Regions from separate parts of the Drosophila melanogaster genome. Here region 1 is linked to region 2. The links are chromatin contacts, called in public ChIA-PET maps. All regions are on one chromosome and are shown on one strand. The core of a region is the stretch at or near the end of the contact, and the rest is flanking DNA. Distances in the headings are between cores, read along the strand shown. Region 1 holds the start of CG2201. Region 2 holds the start of Lamp1.

What was found. ChIA-PET counts read pairs in DNA pulled down with a chosen protein or histone mark.
Region 1: an RNA polymerase II ChIA-PET map of the S2 cell line shows a contact between it and region 2, with 9 times the contacts expected there. The contact joins the promoter of CG2201 here to the promoter of Lamp1 in region 2. A contact is called at or near these places in 25 of 107 Hi-C or Micro-C datasets (the Clone 8 cell line, the Kc167 cell line, the ML-DmBG3-c2 cell line and 7 more) and 5 of 6 datasets of contacts at active chromatin or transcription factors (the Kc167 cell line and the S2 cell line).

Annotation. Positions count from the first base shown.
Region 1 is chr2L:21,622,792-21,625,491 of dm6, reverse strand. CG2201 reads left to right here and starts at 1,412. Exons shown (of 8, transcript NM_001299196.1): 1 at 1,412-2,126. The coding sequence starts at 2,106. lncRNA:CR43148 (long non-coding RNA:CR43148) reads right to left here and starts at 813. Exons shown (of 1, transcript NR_048035.1): 1 at 1-813.
Region 2 is chr2L:21,572,023-21,574,722 of dm6, reverse strand. It overlaps Lamp1, which reads right to left and starts at 1,334. Exons shown (of 4, transcript NM_136267.5): 1 at 1,162-1,334. The coding sequence starts at 1,228.

The DNA of each region.
Region 1 (2,700 bases), core at 163-2,662, 51 kb before region 2:
CTGGATACCAATTTATACTAGTCTTTACCCTATTTTACCCTTTATCCGTAGACAAGATTATTTGAAAAGATTTTATCAGGTAACGTTTTTTTTTTTATTTTTTGTCAGAATCAATAGTCTAGCCAAAAAAAATAAATGCCAAAAATCTTTATCAAAGGTGTGGGCGCGCGATTTTTTGTCGGCTTGTAGGAGTGGAAATCTTTTTAAACATGATTGATTTTATTCATAAGTTTGCAACGCAGGTAAGAAAATATTTACGTACTCATATTATTAAGCATGTATTTTATAAGATATTTTGTCGGCCGTATGAACGTCGAGATTTCAGGAACTATAAAAGCTGCGTTGAGATTAAGCATACAGATTCTAGAGACACAGACGCAGCGCAAGTTTGGTTTGTCTTGCCAATTTCTAGACTATAGCATTCTCTGTTGTTTTTATGTTCAATTTATTTTCCTTCGCAGAGCATATTGTCATGCCCACAGTTTCGACATTTTTTTGGGGTCTTTTTATTTCACTGCTTGTTTTGTTAATTTCTATCAGTAATGCTGCGTTAATCGTAGCAAATCGTGGCCAAATCTTTTGATTTCGTTTTTAAGTCTGCTCTGGTTTTTGCAAAATGTTTGCTATTGGAATGTTTTGTAAACAGAAAACAGCTATTTAACTGTTTTCCAAACAATAGAGCAGCCACCTTCCTTACAGTTTTAATTCCGTTGTTCGCAATTACTTTTTTACTGGACATTGTCCATTTATGTAATTAAATTAAATAGCATTATTTACGATCAGCACGTTTGTCCCTCCTTTAAATTTATTAATGAATTCTTTTATATATTATACAAGTGTTTTACTTGCCTTATTCGTTTCACCAACAGTACGGCAACCTTCGCGATAACTTTTGGTGACGTCTTAATCGAAAATTGTTGCCGACGGCAAAATATCGTATGTCAAATCTGAGGTCAGAAAAAATTTTTCTAAAATAACTAAATGTCAGAATAATCTTGTAATGGTGTGGAATAAACATCAATAGACCACGTATTTCCCCTTAGTAAATAAAATCCTATTTGATAGAAAACAGGCATTTACTTTTCATTACGGCCATTCAAAAGTGCCCGTTTTATAAATAAAAAAATTCTTACGATTTTGCGATTTTAAATCGAAATCGTAAAGTTTTTACGAAATTTATTATCGGATCATGTTATCATGCGCCACAAGCCAAAAATTAAAAAAAAAAAATGTATTTGTTTTTCATTTTATTACTATATTTATGTATTGTGTATTCATATGCCTGAGGATTTGGAAATGTCTAATTTGTACTCCCGCTTGCTGAGTAACAATAGCTGAGTGCTATAGTACTATCTTTTGTTGTGTTTACTTTGACCTAAAGTTTATTTGTTTGTCATCGTGAATGTATATTAGTTGACTTCGCACACTGCAGTCCATAGAGATGCATGCTAAGCGTCAACCTTTAAATTGTGAAACTTAATAATTAAAATATTAAAATACTTTGTCATATTGACGTTCACGAACTTTTGTGTATTATTTTAATACGGAATCGACTTGGAAAATACCAGAGAGATACGATTTAGATAAAAAAAGGAAACACATTGAACCAGATGCCAGCAACAGTTGTATCATTCAGCCCGTAGTTGAAATTCAGTTCAAATTTATTATGCAGTTCGATTCATTATTGTTTTAACATCCCAATTACAAATTCGAGAGCAGATCAAAAGTGTTGCAGTACCCCTTAATAACAGATAAAGTAGCAAATCGAGTAAGAGAGAGCCGAATATCGACTCGACTCTCGCAGCTACTGCTTCACCAAAACTGAGCTTTTCTCCATGGCGCCGCCGATCAAAGGCGGCGAGTGCTAAGTAGTCGAATCTGAATCGTTCTTGTGAGTAGGCGCTTTGAAACCGTTAACGGAGACTGCGTATATACTCAATGTTATTTTATATTGCACTATAATAAAAACCACGTGACGCCCAATTCACCGCAAAAATCTGTTTTTGAAGTGCTGCTGTCAGACACCGCTTATTTGTCGGTGCCTGGCTTCCAAAATTAAATTACCAAAATTAAAATACCATAAATAAATAAGAAAGCGAAGGACAATGGCCACCAACCTGCAAAAGGTAAGAAAGGATATTCGAGACTGGTATCAGTGGCATCGCCTAACAATGCTTCACCAAGGTTTTAAAAGTTTGTGTTTCGCCAATTTTGCCCCTTACCTTTCGTACAATGCTCTGTTATTGTTGGGGCTTTACGCATTCAGATCGTTGCCCAATTTCGTATGTATGTTTTTATCTTTATATTGTAAAGGTATGTGAATGTTTGTACATATGTTTGTATGTTTGTACACATTTTTTAGCACGTGACGAAACTTGAACTTCAGTCTCGGTCGCCAGATGGTAAAGCTACTTACACGCACTTACAAACATTACAATGTTTATAAAGACTTCTTGTCATTTGCCTTGTCGTGTGTTAACGAAAGTATGGTTCATTGGCATGTTATCGCTAAATTAAGGTCTAGGTAGGAAGTATATTGTCTTTAAGTACCTGCCTTATAATCAACACAGCCTATTAAAAAATAAATGTTTTGCATTCCATTTTTCATTTTTGCGGTTCCACGTCGATTTTTAATCTCAGAAAATTTTTGTTATCGCCTCGTGGATCGCTCACTTATTCGTGCATTGCCGTTACCAATCT
Region 2 (2,700 bases), core at 85-2,584:
GACGTGAAAAAAAAATTATTTATTAGAGATTCAAATGTACATATGGTTAGCTCTAATTGTATTTCCTTTGTTCTCTTATCAAAAAATTACCCTTTGTTATTTATATTAGTGAGTTTGGACTTGATGGACAATTTATTTCCGTTTTCAGTGATTTGTAGAGATCCTATGAAAATGGCCGTACCGTAACATATTGTCAAATATTTATACAAACCAAATGTATAAGGTCGAAATCGAATTTTAAATTCGGTCTGGTTATAGAACTATTTAACAAGATAAGATTAGTAGGAACACACTACAAATTAAAAAATAAAAAATATTTTCTGATTTAATCATTTATCCTTCTGTTGCTATGCCGAAACATTTTATCACGCATGCTATAAAAAAAAATGTTTTAAATTGTTTATTTTAATATGTCTCCCCAAATATGTAGGTACATACATATGCCCAGTCTAGCTCCAAGTCTTTGTTGTCTTATCCGCTTATCATAGTCTGATAGTCAGAGAACCGACTATAGCGTTATCTCTTGTTGTTATTTTATCACAGATTGTTTTTTTTATGTCATATATTATTTTGTATATACTATGTGCACAAATGTCTAACATTGGTATTGAACAAATGACCCAAAATCTTGTTATATGAATTGACAGATAGTAACCAAAAACTAAAGTATGCTATATGGCGGATACAAATTTAATATGATATGCCGATTTATACACCCATGCATATAAATATTTTAAGTGCATAAAATAAATATGGATGCATACGGTGGCGGATGACTTTATCTGCATACAAAACTGTAAATTGCCAGAACAAATAAGCGAAAGGGGTAAAAATGGATGTTCTCCGGGGCTAACGAACGTAAGCGACACCATTTTTCTAGAAGAGTTATGAAAGGATAGCCAGATTACTGAAATAGGTTTAAAACCCTTGATCTACGAAGGCAAAACTCGCAATTCAACCGTTTACACCTTATTACGCCGATAAGACACTAACGCATATGGCGACGTGAACGGCACCGGAAAAATAAATTATGTGCGATGAACAAACGACATACATATACATATAAAAAGAACTGCGATGTATTATCACATTGAACAAAGGCCTCCAATGCGACGCATTTCATTGCTGTTTTAAAAAGGGTTTAATTGGCTTGGCACTAACCTGTACTGCTTAGTAAAAATAACATTATTAGTAATGCCGAGCAGGTCAACAATTTGTTGGCGAACATATTGAATGGCAATCTCACTTAAGTTGTGTTGCAGTTTTTCTATACGTTAATCTACTACACTGACACATACGTTTTTGTCTCGACTGAGCTAGTTTTTATTTTGACCTTCTTCATCAATAGTGTGACCGAATTTCTAAAAGAACTAAAATTAGCCCATATGGAACCGTAATAATAGTACATGTCCACTACAGCAAGATGTCTATCGATATTTAATGAAACTTATAATAATAATATACCAAAAAATATATTCTTAATTCCATAATATAATACAATTAGTACATTTTCTTATCAAACATTTAATTTCTGATCAATCGAAAGAATTATATGTATAACATGTTATAATTTTATCACGGGTTTATATAACACAGGTTTATAACACACAGGGTTTATAACACAGTGGAAATATTTATAAATTAATTTCCATATTTTGAGTTCATTGACTTAATGAAAAAATGTTAGGTATTACCAAAGACACTATAATAACAAGATGCGTAACGCCATACGATTTTTTGGCACACGATTTTTTCGCCGTGGCTCTAGAGGTGGCTCCAGGCTCTCTCGAATTTTTGTTAGAGAGCGAGAGAGCGAAGAGCGCTACAGCTAACAACTGTATGTGTGCACACGTATGCTCATGCATTGTAAATGGGACAAAATATCCCCTTCACCCTAGAGGTTCTTTGACGTTAAATCTATATTATTTTTGATCAATTGGCACCATGCGAAAAATTCTTGTTTTGCATTGCCTTAACGTTATTATTGTTTGAAAATAGATTAGAAATAGCCAAATCTATGTACATATTATCACAAAAATAAATTTCAAAAATGACTTTATGTAAGAATATTTGTCATTAGAGTATTCATATTGAGGCGTGTGAAAAATTAATATGGCAATGATTGTTGAGTGCTTGTGTCCGCACTTCGTGCCGCAAGATATGAACAAAGCAAAGACACTAGAATTATTCGTTTATCCGTTTACACATTTATATTTTTGTTTAATTCTAATTTGTCTTTCATCTGACAATTTTTTAAAAGCGAAATATTTTTTTTAAACACTTTTAATGTTAATGTTACATCATATTAAGTCAAATGACTTAATAAATATACTAAATAATTAAAGGAAGTACAATAGAAATTATTATAACTACTGTAATTTCATAAATTTCATAAAAATATGATAACTGTTTATTGCAAAAGTCATATCAAAGACACTAGAATAATTCTAGTGTCTTTGCTTTGTTCATATCTTGCGGCACGAAGTGCGGACACAAGCACTCAACAATCATTGCCTTATTAATTTTTCACACGCCTCAATATGAATACTCTAATGACAAATATTCTAATATAAAGCCATTTTTGAAATTTATTTTTGTGATAATATGTACATAGATTTGGCTATTTCTAATCTATTTTCAAACAATAATAACGTTAAGGCAATGCAAAACAAGAATTTTTCGCATGGTGCCAATTGATCA